Linked DNA regions of Sus scrofa: region 1 is linked to region 2. Evidence: chromatin contacts called from public HiChIP or PLAC-seq data. All regions are on one chromosome and are shown on one strand. The core of a region is the stretch at or near the end of the contact, and the rest is flanking DNA. Distances in the headings are between cores, read along the strand shown. Region 1 overlaps LOC102165594 (a long non-coding RNA gene). Region 2 overlaps AHCYL1 (adenosylhomocysteinase like 1).

The links. HiChIP or PLAC-seq counts read pairs in DNA pulled down with a chosen protein or histone mark.
Region 1: an H3K27ac HiChIP or PLAC-seq map of alveolar macrophages shows a contact between it and region 2. The contact joins two enhancer-like sites. A contact is called at or near these places in 1 of 5 promoter capture datasets (liver), 1 of 47 Hi-C or Micro-C datasets (liver) and 1 of 2 datasets of contacts at active chromatin or transcription factors (alveolar macrophages).

Annotation. Positions count from the first base shown.
Region 1 is chr4:110,246,048-110,250,513 of Sscrofa11.1, reverse strand. All of the region lies in intron 1 of LOC102165594 (a long non-coding RNA gene), which reads right to left. Among named protein-coding and RNA genes, the nearest start is that of CSF1, 50 kb to the right of the region's middle. Within about 2 kb of position 2,538, at least 26 of the 83 cell types and tissues checked have an H3K27ac peak or open chromatin away from gene starts, as enhancers often do. A contact at or near this core is called in alveolar macrophages and liver, where this site is marked.
Region 2 is chr4:110,102,142-110,106,529 of Sscrofa11.1, reverse strand. AHCYL1 (adenosylhomocysteinase like 1) reads left to right here. Exons shown (of 17, transcript NM_001201381.1): 3 at 1,811-1,954; 4 at 2,956-3,056; 5 at 3,489-3,591. Among named protein-coding and RNA genes, the nearest start is that of STRIP1, 23 kb to the right of the region's middle. Within about 2 kb of position 2,284, at least 22 of the 83 cell types and tissues checked have an H3K27ac peak or open chromatin away from gene starts, as enhancers often do. A contact at or near this core is called in alveolar macrophages and liver, where this site is marked.

The DNA of each region.
Region 1 (4,466 bases), core at 1,289-3,788, 140 kb before region 2:
CTCACCGTGTTCCCACACAGGCCCCCTGCTCCAGCCGTACCCAACAGCATACTTTCCCAGACTTGCCAAACGAGCTCAGATTCCAGTGTCTCTGCAGATGAAGTTTCCCTTGCCAGGAGCCATGACACTCAATGCCACCCACTTGGAAAATACCAGGTTATTCTCCAAGTTGCAGCCCAGATATCATCTTCCCTGGACCTGGACTGGCCTCCTCTTTTCCCAGGTCCATAAAAGCATCCATTACACAGCATGGCCATCACAGGCCTGCCACTCGGTCTGGCCCAGGGGGCAGCAAGCTTCCTGAGGGCATATGAGACCTCTGGTTCGTCTGTACATCCTGGGCCTCATCAAGGAGCACATGCCTGATCAACTTCCAAAGCATAAACGTGGGATAGTTCACCCCAGCTTTTAGGAAAACCAGGATACTTCCTGTCTCCGGCACCAGGGCAAAGAGCAGGCAGAGCCCCTTCAAATAAATCCCCCTCGCACACAGGTCCTTGGCCTGAGAGCTCCCTTCCCTTGAGCTTCTGGGCCCCATTCTTCTTCTCGCATTTCCACGGTGACCCCCGTTTCCTGGCTGCTTATCTGTCTTTCCTTTCTTGTATCAGACTGATGTTTCTGTTTCCTACCGTGCTATTCCCAGGCTTCTTTGATATGGGGAGTTCTTATTTTGCCCTGTGCCTCCCAGGGGCAAAATATTAGTTTCTAAATTTGTTACTCTAAAGGGAATTCTCCCCCTTTTTTCCCCCTCTCGATTTAGCCCAATCTTTTTTCTGTCCAGCTGGACCCAGACTACTATTTATGATACATGATACTATGTTAAACTTGTTTGTCTCTCTCTTTCCCTTTCAGACATGTGAATCATTTAGCACTATTCAACTGTAAAAAGTCAAATTACTCCTGACTTAAGGTGAGCGGTATAAACAAATTAAGGGACGGAATGAAATACACGCTCGAGATGATTTAGATAGGCAGAGAAAGGCAGGTGAAACGAAGCCACATTTGGTCAAGGTTTATAGCACAGATCAGAAGTAACATATATTTCAGTGCTATCAGCTGCTTTCAAGCTGAGTTGGTACCGAATTTGTGTCTCCAGCCCAGTAACCAAGCGGCAGAAATCAGCACTCAGGAGCAAGGGCTGTAGGAATGGAATGCATGGACGCGTAGACCAGCTCTCTTATTTACCAGCTGTGTGACCTGGGCTGAGTTCCTTAACTTCGCTGTGCTCCTAGTTCCTTTCTGTCAAATGGGAATGGGAATGGCACATGTCCCCTAGGGCTATGATGAGAATTAAATGAAATAACACCAAGAAAGGCACATAATGCCGTGCTCGCTTCTAGTAAGTGCGCAGTTCGTGGTAGCTCTTCCTATCTGTTTTTGAGTACCACTCAGCAGGTCCTTGGCAAAACGAAAGATGGAGCCAGCTGGGAGGCAAGTAAGGACTGATTTCACCTGCGAAGGCTGGCCAGCCCCTGCCTCCCGGTAGACCCTTGATGCCTCGTTTAATTTTTATAATCACCCCATAAGGTACATTGTGTTATGTCATTTTACATTCAAGTTAGGCTTAGAAATGGTGGGTTCAAAGAAAAGAAAAAGCAAAGAATGCTACTATCTAAAATTGGGCAAAACAATTGATGACTTAATGTTCTGTCCACAATTTTCCTCACCCAAGGTCAAAGTGAAAATTAGTAGGAGGTGACGCTTGATGACCCATCTAAGGATGTGAAAATGCTGGCCGGAGCTGGTTCCTGAAACACACTCCTGTTCTAGTAACAGAGTGCCTTCTCACATAGTTTCTCAATCTAGTCTTTAAGCCGCTAAACAACTCCGTTGAGAAGGGAATTGTAATGACCCCGGTTTATGGGTGGAGACGAGCCAACTCAGATAGCCAGGGAGCGACAGAGAAGCATCTAGAACTCAGCTCCTTTGATGACCATGAGCACTGGCCAGCAATCTCAGATCGTCCCACCAAATTTACAGCCACAATGGTGCCAAGCATTCAGATCCCTGCCCAGGCCATGGTATTTTCCAAGGAAGGACCCGGCCGTGCTCTCAGTGTCATGCTCAGCAGTCAGGAAAGCTTCACTCTTGGAACACACAGGAGAGGGGTGATAGTCAAGTCACCTCTTCACAGACCCCTGCCCTCCTGGTGACAGCTCTTGGTGGCCTTTCCCACTAGTGGTCCTCAGGTGGGATTAGGTCAGCTCATCCGAGAGGTTCTCATGATCTTGGGTCTGTCAAGGGGAGGGGTTGGGGCGGTGATGCCCTTCCTCCTTGTTGGTGCACAATCCGTATTTATGACATTGAATTTCACTGAACCGGATTGCAATCCCAAGAATCTCTCGTGACTCACACAAAAGCTGAACCTACTTGTGGAAGTTCAAATAACTTTTCCATATTCCTTACAGATGACTTTGAATCATCTTAGAAATTGCTCACTTGGGTGAGTTTTAAATGGAAACCTAAATTCCTTAGCTGAAGCCTGCGCTTCCCCCAGTGACCGCTTCATTGCTTTGTTACCTCATCCTCCCACCTGCCGCTAAACAGTAAGCATCTTGAGAGCCGGAAAGGTGATGTTTTTCATGCTCATGCCCCGTGTCCAGTATGTAGTGGAAGTTAGACAAGTGTTGAAGGTCTAAATGGTGGGTGGAGGGTCAGATGATGAAGGGATGGATGCCAGGACAGACCCCAAGATCTGCGGCCAGATAGGAGGATGCGGCCACAGCAGGACAGCCGCACTGTCATGAGACTCTTAGGACTTTCTTATGAGGATGTTGATGAACTCAGTGTTGGCTGAGCTCACTTGGCTGAAAATCTCAACTACTGATTGGTTTTGAAGCATAGAAATGTCAGACCTTACTTAAGCATTAGCTCATTGCTCTTCCTTGCTGCCGTTTAGTTGGCTTCGTTTTCAGCATTTCAAATAGATACGATTAACATTACGGATCCTGGCCAAACCTCCAGCTATAGGAACTGCCCAGACTGGCATCCATGCTAGGACCTGGCACCATTTCAGCCCCCAGCGCACATCAATAAACCCTGAGAGGGGTCCCTGGGCTTTTTCTCCCAACTCAGAACTCCCTGACCCAAGAACATGAATTCTGCCCCTCCAGGGACCCTCCCTTTGCTGAGAGGTCAGAGAGCTTGGAAGAGTGGACCGACTAGACAGACTGGACAGATGGCCGCAGGTAGAGCTGTGGGCAAAGCCCCAAGTTCTCTATCAATAGTGGACTTTGGCAGCAAAGCTGGTGGAGGAGGCGTTCTCTTCTCCGCCCGGCCTGCCAATCAAGCCTCTGTCTGCTCTGCTCCCTCCCCTGAGCTGACAGCCCCAGTCGTGTGAGTCATGTGGGGCCCTGGCCAGCTGCCCCACAGCTCTTCCTGCTCTGCGGCCCCACCCATGACCTGCCTCTACCTGGCTTCTTGTGATTCAAGCCTATCTGTCTGCCCTGATCCAGCTCAGGGCTGCGGGGGCCGGGAGATGGTTAGTTCTAACTCACAGAATGTGCTGCACAGAGCCAAGCTGCAATCTTCCTAGTGGTGATGCCACCTCTAGGTTCTATTTCTAGTCCTGAGGCAGTGCTGACTAAACCTATGCCATCTTCTGCACGAAGGTCCTCCAGTGTTTGAAGGCAACTTTAACGACAGCTAACACGGCCCCTTAACAGGCCCCCCTCTAGGCTGACAGTTGCCATTTCTGGCAAGGGTTCCCCGGGGTTCCTGCCTTTCAGACCCTCGCCATTCTAGATATGTTTTGGTTTGTCAAATTTACCCTCAAATATCTTTCAGAAAACTGATGAACTGACCCAGATTGAAGGAGACCAAGGAGCCAGGACAGCTAACTGCTGTGTGGGAACCTGGCTCCGGTTCCGGAAGAGAAAAGGGAGGTTAGTGAAACAATCACTGAACTTCAATAGCATCTGCAAATGAGTTAATAAGATCAAGGACCTTTTTCTGGTTTTGATCATTGTACCATGCCTGCGTCAGATGTTAACATTTGGGAAAGCTGGTGAAAGGTAAACAAGAATTCTTTTGGCAAAAAGTTTTTGTTTCTTTAGTTTTTGTTTGCCTGTTTTTTGCTTTTTAGGGCTGCGTCTGCAGCATCTGGAAGTTCCCGGGTTGGGGGTCAAATTGGAGCTGCAGCTGCCAGCCTACACCACAGCCACAGCAACGCCAGATCCAAGTCTCATCTGCAACCTACACCACAGCTCACGGCAAAGCCAGATACTTAACCCACTGAGAAAGGCGAGGGTTTGAACCTGCGTCCTCATGGATACTAGTCAGGTTCATTGCTGCCGAGCCACAAGGGGAACTCTGCAAGTTTTTTTGATAAGTTTAATATTATATCTGAATGAAAAGTTAAAAGACAGTCTTTCCAATGTGTGATTTGCATGATATCAATCCAGCTGAGCTGTATGCCTCGCAGTTGGCACGGGCTACAAGAGCATTTGCGGGAGAAGGCAGAAGCG
Region 2 (4,388 bases), core at 1,035-3,534:
CTTCTCAACTTTAAGGGGGTATTAGAAAATTAACATGTAAAAGGATATAAAATCCTAGTTTGAGGACTGGAAAAAACTGGACATCTAATCCAACCCCCTCATTGTTCAATTGAGGAAACATTGTTAAAAGATTAAAAGGCTTAGCCAAGGTCATAGATGGCTGTGAGTGTCAGGAAAGAGATTTGTACCAAAAGCTATTTATTTTCTTCTGCCAGAATCTTGTTTGCATTGTATTATTAATATTAAGGACTGGGCTTTGAGGTACAAGGACTGTATTTTTAAAAAGTAAATAAACATTTCCAAAGACTTATTCTCTGCCCTGTGCCACTGATAACCCAGTATAGACAAGATAGGCAGACAAGTACAGATGGTGGTATACAGGGTTAGGTACTGAAATAAATGAATGTGCAGGCTCACTGTGGGCATGTGTGCAAGAAAAGGTTCCAGATATAACACTATCATAAGGGAAAAGGTGTCTTGGAGTGAGACAGATACAAAAAGTGGTAGGTGACAAACAGGCTAATTAGAAAGAATTTTGAAAGATTGAGTTATAAGAGAAAGTTGGGATGAGTGAAGAAAGCTTTAAGGAATTGCTCAGTTTTGTTTGTTTGTTTGTTTATTTGTTTGTTTTTCTATTTGGCTGAATCCATGGCATGTGGAAGTTCCTGGGCCAGGGATCAAACCCATCCCACAGCAGTGACCCAAGCCACTGCCATGACAATACTGGATTCTTAACCCACTGCACCACAAGAATATTCCAAGGAAGTCTTCAGAGATTTTCATGACCATGTTTTATGGGGACCTATCAGAGAATTTTTAAAAGCTTGAAAAGTTAAAGGACAATAAAGTTAAATTGTCCTCATGGGGTCGATAACCTTCAGGAGTATTTGTGGTAGTTGGAAAGAAAGAGGACGTGTACATAGAAGTCAGCCAGAGATCTGACACACTGGCAGAGACGGCAATCAGAAAAATATTCTGCTAGAAAAGAGGTTATTTGAGAGGTAAGGGCTGATTGTTGTGTATTTTCCTGTATATCCATCTGAAAGGACATTTTTAACTTTTTGTGAAGCTGCTTTTTTAAGTTGAATATCTTGTGTGTTCTCAAAGTCGGCAGTATAACCAGAACTGCTCACTTTTTGTGTCATTCTCTTTATGTTTCTTAGCACAACCAGTATAAAATCCCTTTATAAGATTTTATGAGATTATTTCATTGCTTTTATCCTTTTCTATTAATGTTCTCAAAGTACGGTCCTCTCAACAGCAGCGTCGGCAACACGTAGGAACTTGTTAGAAATGCTCAATCTTGGGTCCTACCTGAGCCCTGCCGAATGGGACTTTCTGGCAGTGGGGCCTAGCCATCTATGGTTCGACACACCTTCCATGTGATTCTCATGAATGCTTTAGAATTTTAAGTTTGAGAACCATTGATATAAATAGCATTCCTTATATGCCCTAAATTACTCTTCCATTTTTGCCATGTCTGGTTCCAACCCAGGTTGAGACTAAGTGTCCCTATTTTGAGGGATTCACTTGAGCTGATGCAGGTTTGGAATCAGTAGCTCCCTATCACAGGCACTCATGGCAAGGTGTCATCAGGGTGGATAAAAGGGCCACAACACTGAAAGATCTACAATAGTTTCATTCATACCATCTCTTAGAAGACCCTGGAGGAGTAGAATGGAGCGTGACTTAAAAGGTGGCTCCAACTGAGTGTCACCTAACTTAAATGACAGTCCCTTAGGGACTGCACCCTGTGGAGTTGGGGCCATTCAAGTTTTTCTTTCCTCATTTCTTTCTTTCCTGGCTCTAGCTGCATCCTACACAGATAGCTCTGATGATGAGGTTTCCCCCCGAGAAAAGCAGCAAACCAACTCCAAGGGCAGCAGCAATTTCTGTGTGAAGAACATCAAGCAGGCAGAATTTGGACGCCGGGAGATTGAGATTGCAGAACAAGGTAAAGAAAGGGACTGGGTAGGGACCAGAAGCAACCCACTTGCTGGTCATCAGGATCCATGAAAACTTAAGGCTTGAAAGTCTCCTGGGGAACTTTTGAGTTTGAAAGTATCCTGGGCTTTTATATAAACAGCTCTCCCTGTATGGAGCTTGAGCCTCAGGATTCTTGTTCCTGTTCTTATTCTTGTTCTCCCTGCTTCCCGTTCTCGGCGTGTAATAATTACAGAGTAGTTTCTCTTTTCCTTTCCCCCGACTCCATATTCACAGATCTACGTGCGGAGTCAGCAAGTCCTAGATGCCACATGGTGGTTAGTTCTGCAGGATCTTGCCATAGCTGCCAATGGTAGAGACCCAGATTTCCCAGAAGCAGCAAACTGGGGAGGGTTTTCAGCTAAGGAAGTGGTGACCTAGGGTCTTATTTGGTCTTTGATCCTGAGCACCCTCTGCTGGAGCAAGAGTGAAAATGACTGACAGTTAAATCTTGATTTCTTTACCCAGCCCCCGTCCCAATAAGGTCTCTTTACTCTTTTGTCGCTTTCACACTGAAGGCACCTTCTCTACTGGCAGGATGTGTAGAAATCAGACAGACTGACAGAATAGGATTAGAGAGCATGGAAAAACAGAAGCAAGTGGTTTCTGCTGAAGTAAAGTCTCTGCTCCTGCTCTGAAGATTGTAATACGTGGGAGTCCATTAGCCAATAACTACTTCCCTCTTCTCCCAAATGAAGAGTAACTCTCACCCTCCATTGTGATCACCTGAGAATTTGACTCCATATAAGCCCTCTACATATAAGGCTAGAATAGTGAGGATGAGAGAAATTTCAAGTGCTTAGATGACAACTCCCCACTGTTCGGCAGTTGAAGCTACCAGGCATCAAATAAATATGCTTAGAGTTTTTCCTCCGTATCTCAACAGATCCAGACCAGCCCTAGATGTTGCTGGGGCAGGAATTAATGATATTGCTAGTGCAGACCTAGCTCAAATCCTCTGTTCTTTCACAGACATGTCTGCTCTGATTTCACTCAGGAAACGTGCTCAGGGGGAGAAGCCCTTGGCTGGTGCTAAAATAGTGGGCTGTACACACATCACAGCCCAGACAGCGGTGAGTTTTTTGGGAGAAAAGTGATGGACTTCTGATTGGCAAGGAAGAGGGACCTTTTCTTTTTTCTTTTTTCTTTCTTCTAACTTGTTTTTGCTTCCCTATTTACCTAACCTCCAAATGCTAACTACTAGAGAGAACCTCTCAATTACACAGTACTGAGGTTTCCTACTTTGTTTGTATAGGTGTAACCTTTTAACAAACCTTAGGGAGATTTGCAAAAATATGATTGTTATAAAAATGTTATTAAGACTTTGGGGGTCACATCTTTTGGGTAAAGTTAGATTCCACTGTGCTAACTAGTGGGTTATACCCTTTTGTAACTTCCAGTGTAGCAACTTGTGTTGCTGCCGAGTTGCTGGGTATTAGTCTCTCAATTACGACTCTTCTCTGGCCCTTCTCTTTCTCACCCTGTCCTCCTATACCACTACATAGGTGTTGATTGAGACACTCTGTGCCCTGGGGGCTCAGTGCCGCTGGTCTGCTTGCAACATCTACTCCACTCAGAATGAAGTGGCTGCAGCACTGGCTGAGGCTGGTAAGTTCAGTTTATTTCACCAATTTTGCCTCAGAATTATTATCTAAACATAATTTTTACATATCAAGATTATCTTCACAGTGTCATATATGTCTAGGGGCTATAAAATGTGGAGGATAATAAAAATGTCAGCAGGAAGGAAATGGATAATAAAGGTCTATATCCATAGTGAAAGATTATATAGTCATTTAAAATGATCTTTGAAAAGAATCTGATACATAGGAAAATGCCCAATTCTAATGTTAAATGAATGAGAAAGAACTTTAAGCTGAGTGAGTTATGTAAGTGTGCGCTCAGTTGGTGTCTTTTCACAAAAATCTCATCACTTTTGAGAGAACCCAAGAAGTATCTTCTGTTTCCTCATTCATTATAAAATTTGGTATTCAGTACTGCATTAAAAATATATGAACTACTTACGAGTTCAATTAAACATAAAACAGTTTTTATTATTCAAATGTTCAAAGGAAAATCACTAGGAAGGTTCTCCCCTTTTCCTATGATCCTCAGAAAGCAACTCTATAATACTTTTGTTTTTCTTATTTACTCTTTTCTGATGTTTATTGCAGAAAATGTAAGAGGATCCCCAAAAAACCCCATAATCCTGCTACACAGAGATAATATTTGACATATTTTTCCTTTCTTCTATTTACTTTTTACAGAGATGAAACAAATCTCAGTAATATATGTAGTTGTATAACCTAATAGAACATTTTCAGAAGTAGTTTCCATGTCACTGCAGACCTCGACAACATCATTTATGGCCGTGTGATTCCACTTCACTGTTGTCCTACTGTTGA